Linked DNA regions of Danio rerio: regions 2 and 3 are each linked to region 1. A link is a contact called in public Hi-C and HiCAR-type data. All regions are on one chromosome and are shown on one strand. Each heading gives the region's core, a stretch centred on a gene start, on an enhancer-like site or on the middle of the called end of the contact. The rest is flanking DNA. Distances are from core to core; before and after follow the strand shown.

Region 1 (3,480 bases), core at 572-3,071:
CGACAGCATTTAACACTGACACTTTCGAGCAATAAACTTGACATCTGTCAAGAGGGGCCGCAGTTTGAACGAGGGGCCCTCGTCTCCAAGTAAACAAGACTGCAGCATTTCACCTCCGCTCCGTCAGAGGTTTTCCCCTGAAAATGGGCTGCATCACGTGTGTGTGTCTGCTGGCCCTCGCTCACATGGATGGCTGGATTAGTTTTCATCCATCACAAGGGTGCAATGTGACATGTTGTTCTGAACAGCCTCCACCATGCGAACAGCAGTGTGCTCAGACTATAAATACCCCTGATCGTCCTGACCTGCCTCCATTACATCATACACCTCTAGTAGGAGCTTGTTTTGCGTAGCGCCCTCCTCCTCCTCCCTACGCATGGCCTCATATTTCGATAAAGCCAAAAATGGGTTGTTTTTTTCATCCTACTTCCATGTGTTGGCCATTCTGATCCGTATATCCCTGCCTGGCTGATACTGCATAAGTAGTGCACAAATCGAAGTCAAATATTTGAACAAAACCATTAGGCTAAAGAGATGTCATACTAGAATAGAGACAACAGAAAAGTGATCACTCAATACACCAACATGAAGAAACAGCTTAGGCCAAGTCTAATAATGTGCTATGCAGGCAATGTAAACATTGTATGTGTGCGTTATACACGATGTAAGTGTATTTCTATACGAGTATTTAGTGCTATATCAGTGTTTAAGGCCTCATAGTGAAATCCACTGAGTCATGCTAACTTTAGCATCATGGCTAACAAACATAGTCGCATTTAAAGCTCATAATTGACAAAACCCAAGCTCTGGCAGCCTCAGATTGTGTGCTGCGCTCAGTCTGGAGGGTTTGTGGTGGTGAATGGGTCTGGATGGACGGTAATGTGGTTGTTTAGCTGTTATATATCTGGGTCAGGGTGAAATGCTTTGTGCTCTCCTTTGTTTCGAGCACTCTTCCTGTTTGAGCCAAAGTGCAAACAGTGTTCATAAAAACGCAAGGATTTGCTAACAAAAAGGTGAACTTTGAACAAATCTGACAAAATATTACTAAACACAGAGGGTAACGTTAAATTATTTTTAAAGACGTTTATTCGTACACACAGTGACAAACATTTGAGCTAACGTTAATGAGAACCAAGGAGTCCTTTGGATTTCCTGTACACTATCTCGCTAAATAAACAAAAAGAGACCAAATAAAAACGATAGCATTAATAGAACGAATAAATTACTAAATTAATGATATAAATACATTCATGACTATCAAGCTGGTCTGAATAAATACTCAAAGCCAAGCTAACGTTAGCTGCTAACGTACAAACGGTCTCATTTTTTCTTCTCGACGTTCCCTAAGAACAAAATCAATCGAAACGCGGAGCAAACAGTATGTTAAAACGAAAACATAAGTGTTTTAACACGAATCTGTTAATTTCGTTTCGTTTTTTAGCTTTTTAGTTTGAAGGGAACAACAGGCTAATTTGACTAGCTAACATGCTAGCATCGGCTAACAACCATATTTGGCGAAACTCGCCAGGTTCACCAAGTTCATTCCTTTTAGCTATCAACTGACACATTAAACGACTTTACAACGAGGAATAACTGGACAACAGATATATTATGTATAGTAGCAGCTTTTCTACACATTTAACGTGATTCACATCTTGTTATAACGTTAAGACGAGCACTGTAATAGGTGAAGAAAGTGTTTTACTTGCCTTATTTGAGTAAAAAGAGAAGCTCCCAAAGTAAGAGACGGTGTGTATGTGAAACCCTCCGCGGCAGTCTGTGCTGCTAGTCCGCCGATGTGTCCGTTTCGGTGTGTACTATGTGTGTGTTTTTTCGGGCTGCTGTTTGTTGGTTTTCTTTAATAGCTGACCTGACGTCATGGAGATTGACACGTCTTTGAGGCGGGGCTTAGGACGCCAGTCATAACAAGTTGACTGTACAAAAACAACTTCTGCTCTGAAGCAATAACTCTATCGCAATTCGCAACACACTGTACTACACTTGTCAAATACTTGATTTTATTCACTGCAGTTTCCAAATAGGTGAGCTTCTTTTTCTAGAATTTCAAATATTTTTAAGATAAAGTGATACATAAAGGTCAATTAAACAACTTTACCAAGAGGTGAATTTTTTCTTCTTCCAGTGATTTCTGAACAAGTTCTGAGTACTGTAACTGATAAGATAAACAGATCTTACAAACACAAACACACCCTTAAAACGTGCCACGTTACCACAATTTCAGCCCAAATACCTTGATATACCATAGTAAACCATGTGTTTTATTACACAAACTTTAGTTTTTTGTTAAATTATACACCGTTTAATCTCCCTCAAATGGTTCTAAACCTTTATGAGCTTCTCTATGCCACTGAACACAAAAGAAAATAGCTTAAAGAAAGCTGAAAACCTGTAACCATTGACCTCTGTAGTAGAAAAAACAAATGCTATGGAAGTCAATGGTTAGAGGTTACTAGCTTTTTTTAATATAGCTTGTGTTCAACAGAAGAAAGAAACTCAAACATGTTTAGAATAAGTAAAGGATGAGTAAATGATGACAGTATTTTCAGTTTTGGGTGAACTATATTATTAACCATGGTATTTATAATATGATATAGTTATACAAATAATTTATTAACCAATCCAAGGTTGCCTCTTTTACTATACTATTACCACAGTTAACTGCATTGGTTTCAGAATGTGTTTTTTATTTATTAATATTATTATTTAGTAAAATCAGGCACAAAGTTTAATCTTGATCAGATCTTACCTTTTGACAATGTATCAGTATAAGAAAGAAAACAATCTTAGCGCACACTTTCTGTACAGTACATCTGTTTGCTGCAGGTTATTTTTACATCAGCTCTGCTTGTATCAGATGTCGATCTCCACACAGTGATCTGCTGACCCAGAGCTGGCTCTCTGAAGGACACGCTCATTCAGTCAGTACAACATTCTAGTCAAATCCATACCCATTCTAGATTCTGAACACTAGACACCTTAAAATGAAAAAAGTTGCTTAGCTAGACAGCATTTTGGGATGACGTTTTCAATAGGGTCATGTCATTAGGCCAATACCATTTCCTGCTTATTATCAAGCTATTTCATAACTGTAACTAGAGGCACTTCAATCATAACTTAATGTTAAACCTTATTGATCAATATGTGGTTCTTTTGGGATTCTTGGATAGGAAAAAAAGTAAATAAGAAAAAGAGAGTATAACAGGAAAGACATTGGGACCATTGTTTTTGTTTACATCCCCCAAAATGATCTATAACTATTTTCATTCTGCTGGAGCTCGTCTAAACATTTATATATTTTCCTTTAAGTACAAGTATTTCACCGTTGACAAAAGTGACACTTCTTCATTAGATGCTATTTACTATATACAAGTACCAATAAAAAATAAAAAAAACACAGTATTTCTCATTCATTAGGTACTAGTATAGGGGTGGCCAACCCTGTTCCTGGAGAGCCACCTT
Region 2 (3,480 bases), core at 333-2,832, 200 kb after region 1:
GGATACGAAGGAGCTAAAGCTCTTACAAACCTGTGCTACCACTTATAATAAAATTTTAAAGGGATAGTTTACCAAAGAAAATGACTTACTCACTATTACTCTCCCTCAAGTGGATCCAAATCTGCTTAAGTTTCCACTGTTGAACACAAAACAAGATATTTTGAAAAAAGCTGAAAAAACATTGACTTCCATAAGACAAACGAATAGAAGTTAATGGATTCAGATCTTTCAAAATATCTTGTTTAACAAAGGAAGAAACTCAAATAGGTTTGAAAGAAGACTACATAAATGATGACAGAATTGCCATTTTAAACATTTTATTTATATACGAATTTAGTCAGGGGCGACACAGTGGCTCAGCGGTAAGCACTGTCACCTCACAGCAAGAAGTTTGCTGATTCAGGCCTGGTTTCCCCCACAGTCCAAAGCCATGCGCTAGGTGAATTGAATAAACTAAATTGACCGTAGTGTATGTGTGTGATTGAGAGTGTATGGGTGTTTCCCAGTACTGGGTTGCAACCGTAAGGGTATCATATGCTGGATAAATTGATGGTTCATCCCACTGTGATGACTCCTGATAATTAAAGAGACTAAACCAAATAAGGAAAATGAATGAATGAATAATTTAGTCAATATATGTTTGCTTTATATAGCAGTCTGTGATGTAGGCCTATTGTATCATTTGCTGACTTGCTGCTGTACTATGACCGAAAAAGGGACATTAATTAGTATCAATTATAATTGGTGCTCATCGCTCAGTCATTAAAATGGTTATTATTATTATAAGTTAAATATGTTTCATATTTCCTGCTTCATATTTTGAGGGCTTTGACACTTTAATAATCATGATTCTCCACAAAACTCTGAAGCAGCACAACTGTTTTCTTCTTATAATAATCAGTAATGTTTCTAGACTCGAGCATATCATTTTAGGCGCGATTTCTAATGGCTTGTATTAAACTGAAGACTGAGTCATTTTTTGTTTTCATATAGTCACAATACATTGTGTGGGGCGGCACGATGGCTCAGTGGTTAGCTCTATCACCTCACAGAAAGAAGGTCGCTGGTTTGAGTCCTGGCAGGACCAGTGGGCTTTTCTGAGTGGAGTTTGCATGTTTTCCCCGTGTTCGTGTAGGTTTTCTCCGGGTGTTACGGTTTCCCCACAGTCCAAAGCATGAGCTATAGATGAATTGAATAAACTAAATTAGCTGTAGTGTGTGTGTGAATGTGAGTGTAGCCTATGGACGTTACCCAGTAAAGTTAGCTACTGGGTTGTGGCTGGAAGGACATTCACTGTGTAAAACAATAGTTGGCAGTTCATTCCGCTGTGGCGGCCTTTGAAATTAGTCTCTCTGAAATAGAGACTAAGCTGAAGGAAAATGAATGAATTTTGGTATGAAATTTTTTGACACATCATCTCTTGTAACTGACTATAAATTATTAAAACTACATTGAGTTATAATATTTATCAAAGGTTTTATTAAATATAAAATGAATAATTAATTTTATATAGAAAGCTAAACTCGCGTCTTATACGTAATAAGATTATGAATAAAACTCTTCATGGTGGTGGTGATCCTCGACCAGTCATTTCCGTCAGTGATGCGCGTGCGCAGTGCTGAGCATCAGTGTCACGAGAGTGTTCATGACTGTGGAGCGAGCGCTGCGGGCACTTTCTCCAGGTAGGTGGGCGGGGGCGCGCACAGCATCCACAACACTATAATGTTATTGATATTTTTACGCTTTATGAGAAATGCGAAGCTATTGAAGAAGAGTACCAGAGGTTTCTCTTTCCGTGCGTTAAATAAACTGCGAACGTGTTCAGCCATTGCACAGCCCCCTGCAATCTGTGTAAAGCAGTGTAAACACGGACCATCTGTGATGCACACACTAGTGCTGATCTGCGATATGGGTGTATTTAGAAATATACAGGAGGTTTAATGATGTTTCATGTTGTAGGGTGACATTTTGATTCAGTTGTTGTCAGCATTACATCATAACTGCATCATATGTTTTGGCTTTTGTTATCTAGGGACGTATGTTGTGCTTGACTGTGTATCGCAGCTGTGTGAAAGTATTATGTATATTCTGTAAGAGTGGCACCAGAAGTATTTATGTGTCAAATATGGCTTTGATGATCAGAAGCTTATAAAATAATTCATAGGTGAACGTTATGTAATTAACCCCTGCAACAACACACACAGCAGCATTATGTATACAACGTTAACATAAACATACTTAACCCTATGGTATTGTTTATATCACACATGTGTTTGATGGCCAAAACAATGATTTTAATGATACAATAGTTGTATTTTTATAAAAATGTAAATGTTTTTTTTTTCATTTTTGCTATTTTGGATTTTATGGTACTAAAATAGTCACATTTATTTTGGACAATTATTTCATATTCTAATGCAATGGGTGCTATTTATTAAAATTAATGCTGTGCTTGAGTTTTATAATACAAGTACTTAAAGTATGTGAAATTCTTTAGAGGGAAATTAGTGCCACTCAGTGGGTAGACTATTTGTTCATGAGCACTTTTGCAATGTGCTATTGACTTATACAGCACTTCAACAGAGAACTTAATATTGAGTGAATTTGTATGATCTGTTCTCTGTTTTGTTTCCCCAGAGCATTGAACATTGTGTCTCAAAGTAACAATGTGGTGTTTCGTTTCTCAATGAATCTGCCATCTGCGATCATTTAGCATATTTGAAACAAGTCCACGGTTTTCTGACTGTATGTTTGCATAGCGAGTGCTGCAAAAGTCACAAACTTTCATACCATTCTGTTGAATTTACAATATAAAACAAATAGTTTTGTCTGAATAAGACCAGAGGGTTAAGTACTGTATATTAATATATCAGTAAAGATTTTAAGCCAACATCTTAAAAATGGAAACATTGATGTAATACTCAACACTGATGAGGAGTAAAACTAGATATTGACAGAGCTTGTGATGAAGATGAAGTTGTTTTTTCATGTTAAATTCGCATAGCAAGTGCTACAAAGTCAACACATTTCATAGCATTCAAGGGAAGTTCTGTTCTTTTTTTTTATCAAGAACATTTTGGGAATTAGAAAATGCAATGGTGATATTATATTTTATTATAATATAAAATTAAAAGCAGGAAAATGTACAACATATTCTCCTATATGTCATGTACAACATATTCTCAACTATTCAAGGCGTAGCCTTGGGCTGCAGGGGGTCCGGTTCGGGGACCACAGGATGTCATCTCTGTTACTCATAGACGATGTTGTTCTGTTGGCTTCATCGAACATCGACCTTTAGCATGCATTCGGTTTGCTGCCGAGTGTGACGCGGCTGGGATGAGAATCAGCACCTCCAAGTCCGAGGCCATGATGCTCCACCGGAAAAAGGTGGTTTGCCATTTCCAGGTTGGAGGAAAGTCCTTACCCCAGATGGAGGAGTTTAAGTATCTCGGGGTTTTGTTCAAGGGTGAGAGAAGG
Region 3 (3,480 bases), core at 384-2,883, 150 kb after region 1:
ATCACCACCTACACGGAGGCTTGCTATAGGTTACCAATGTTCACAAAACATGAATTCAACTCAAAATGTGTTTTGGAAAATCTCATCAACTCAAATCTCTTAAAATCTCCAAAAAAATAAATAAATAATCAAAAACTCATTTAAATGACTCGATTTTGTTCATAAATCAATGATAAACAAGTCCACACATTTAAAGTCTAAAATGTTATCAAATAACATTTGATTAAAAAAATGTAAGTGCTACGAGTGCTCTGATTATGAACTTATGATGAGTAATAACATTTTCCCCTGGGTCATTTTCTGATCGCACTTCTCATTATCCCATGACAGAGGATGCAGTGCACCCATTCATTCCTTCATCATGAGTTTGAATGGGGCCTAAAATGAGCATAACCCCACAGACTGTCCGACGTTTGGAGTCATCGCAGAGCTCCTGAACAAGCCCTGATTCACCGATTTCGATCATTACACTCTCAAAGCCTTTAATAACTACTGAAACGCTAATCTGATCACTAAGCGAAAGGATCTGCTCATAGTAATCGTAAACCATCAACACGACCTCTGTTTTTTTTTTACCTACACAACCTGTTCCGAGCAGGAAGTGATTTTGAAACAAAGCAAAGGCATGAAACGTTAATGTTTCAGTGTGATTTGGAGTGATAGAGTGACAGTAAATTACTCATTACACATTATAAACGAGACACTGCAGCAGCAGATATACCGCGTTAACCACACGGTGTATTCAATAGGAGACAGAACAGAAAACAGGATGTGTTGAGAGATAGAGGTTACTGTACAGTATTTTCAACAATCAAACCTCACATTCGAAAATTAATAACTAAATTCATGTCAATTCTAAATCATTGAGTACGTTAAAGTGTGTTTTTTGTTTTGTGATATAACACGTTATGCATAGTAACGTTACATATGCCCAAACGGAGAGCACTGTAAACACCTCGCGTCTAACGTTAGACTCTAACTATGATAATACACTCGCTTCGTTGGCAATATTCTAATGTATGAATATGTACACATCGAAAACAAAAAGTAGGTCAATTATAAACAACGATGTTAATAAGAAATAGGAATTGGACACCAAACAAACGTCCCCCAGCGTTCGTTCTTAGCATTATCTGGCTAACGCTGAGGAAGACACCAACCAAACCGCTGAAGGACAAATAAAATGTCTTGTACTCACCTTAAACTAAACCTTTCCGTTATTTTCCTTTCATTTACGAGGGGGGAAATCATTCAGCTAATCCATGAGGGTTAGTTCACGACTGGAGACACGGAAAAACATCACAAAGCCCACGAGAAACAGCGCTAGATGCTGGAAAGCCGAAGAAAGCTGCTGCTAGCTGAGCGAGCTAATGCATTCTTCACCTCACAGCGCGACGGAAAGTTGCTCACAGCTGCTTGAAGTTTTCTGGCTGTTGCAAAAAATATAGATGGTTTGACGAGACAAGAGGGTAACAAAAACAGAGTCCGTACGGTAAAAAGCGACCACAGAGGTCGCCGAGATCATGAATTTACATTGAGCCGCGAAGGAGCAGTCATTGAAGTGATGGAGTAGTGAAAGCAGCGCTCGAGCACTGGCCAGTCTGCACTACAGTTGTGCTAATGGTGATGTTCTGAATCGCCCTTCTGAATCGGTTCTCTTGAACGATTCGATTTGACCGGTAGCGAAGCTTTTAGTCTGTTAAAGGGACATTTCACTCAAAAAGAAAAATAAATATTTTTTTTATTTTGCAGAAATAAAAATAATTTTTTTAATCAATTTGTGTATGAAATAGAAAATTAAATATATTTATTTGACTCTCCACTTTAGCCAAACCTGTTCAAGTTTCTTCTATTCAACAATAAAGATAATTTATTTATTTTAAAACTTAAAATAGAAATTTGGAACCTCTTGAAGAGAGTAAATTACAATTTTGGGGTGAACTACCCCTTTAAATTCCTTATTAAATGAAAATTATAAAGAGGCAATTTATATAGAAATATAAATATAATATTCTAAAATATTATTTGACATTATAGGTGACATTATTAATATGTATATTATATTATTTATAAAAGACAATATTATTTTTTTAATATCTATATTTGTTTGTTTTATGGTGATTGTGTTAAACTACGAATCAATGTGGTTAATGGATTTAATTACTTTTACATACAATTTTGTAAAATGTATTTATTAAAATGCATTTAATATATATATGAATTATTATTAATACATTTATATTATTATTTACAATCTAAATTATTTTAGTATTTTTACATATTTGTTTTGTTGTTTAATTTAATGGATGTTTTATTTATTTTACTATTTTTATTTAATAGATTGAATCATTGTGGTAGGCCTCAATTATATAATACTAAATTTTAAAACAATGAATAAAATGTATATAATATGGTCACTTATTTTCTCTATATTTGTATATTAGTGTAGTAGTTTGTTATAAAATAGTTGCAGTAGTTTATTAGAGTATGTAAAACTCCTAACTGTACCAAACACTGTCCAAGACGCCATTAATTATTCTAGTTTTTGTTTCTTGGCGAACAATACATTCACACTATCACGTAATTTTTTCAGCACAAAAACTAAAACAGGGCGACACGGTGGCTCAGTGGTTAGCATTGTCCCCTCACAGCAAGACCACTGGTTTGAGTCCTGACTGGGTCAGTTCAGTTGGCATTTCTGTCTGGAGTTTGTCTCACCGTGTTGGCGTGGGCAAGGGCGGATTAATGATTTTGTCGGCCTTAAGCAATACCAGCCATAGTGCCCAAGTCCTGAAATGCACCCATTCAACTTTTATTTAATATTTTATTAAAAATTTTAATCATTATTTAGTTTTCTTAAAATACATTTTCAAAAAAAAAAGAAAAAAAATTGATGGATATTTAGTTTTTGATTTTATTATTACTACATAACATTAAACTATTAAATAAAATTATATTTGATTGTATATAAATAATATTTCATTACATTAAAATTGTATTTGTTTAACTCACCACAAAATATGGTATAAAACGATGTTATATATAGTTTATAGTAATAATTTATGCTTCTAAATATTTCTGGGGTGGCCCCAAATTTTCTGGGACTTTAAGCTGCCAGTTACCTCACTTAAGTTACTGGTTAGATCCGCCCCTGGGCCTGGATTTCTTCCGGGTGCTCCGGTTTCCTTCACAGTCCAGAGGCATGCAGTACAGGTGAATTGAATAAACTAAATTGACTGTTGTGTATGAGTGTGAATGGGTGTGTAAGGGTTTTCCAGTACTGGGTTCTTGCTGGAAGGGTATCCACTGTGTAAAATATACGCTGAATAAGTTGGCGGTTCATTCGTCTGTGGCGACCCGTGATGACTATGCCTAAGGAAAATGAATGAATGAAAAACTAAAACAACCAAGGTTTGCTGAAATGAGTCGTTCGAACGAACCGACTCGCTAAGCTGAATCATACTGCTCAACGACACAGAC

The links. A called contact is a pair of places that touch in the nucleus more often than the background predicts. HiCAR-type assays count read pairs that join an accessible place to other places.
Region 2: a HiCAR-type map of caudal fin shows a contact between it and region 1, with 7 times the contacts expected there. The contact joins the promoter of sgtb here to the promoter of zfand5b in region 1. A contact is called at or near these places in 2 of 4 datasets of contacts at active chromatin or transcription factors (caudal fin and gastrula embryo).
Region 3: a Hi-C map of hematopoietic stem cells shows a contact between it and region 1, with 3 times the contacts expected there. The contact joins the promoter of erbin here to the promoter of zfand5b in region 1. A contact is called at or near these places in 9 of 18 Hi-C or Micro-C datasets (caudal fin, embryo, hematopoietic stem cells and 2 more) and 3 of 4 datasets of contacts at active chromatin or transcription factors (caudal fin, embryo and gastrula embryo).

The regions. Positions count from the first base shown.
Region 1 is chr10:17,881,740-17,885,219 of GRCz12tu, reverse strand. It overlaps zfand5b (zinc finger, AN1-type domain 5b), which reads right to left and starts at 1,821. Exons shown (of 5, transcript NM_200949.1): 1 at 1,710-1,821. It also overlaps a transcript of erbin not described here.
Region 2 is chr10:17,683,819-17,687,298 of GRCz12tu, reverse strand. sgtb (small glutamine rich tetratricopeptide repeat co-chaperone beta) reads left to right here and starts at 1,582. Exons shown (of 12, transcript NM_001002225.2): 1 at 1,582-1,682. The coding sequence starts at 1,646.
Region 3 is chr10:17,733,258-17,736,737 of GRCz12tu, reverse strand. erbin (erbb2 interacting protein) reads right to left here and starts at 1,633. Exons shown (of 24, transcript NM_001193543.1): 1 at 1,199-1,633.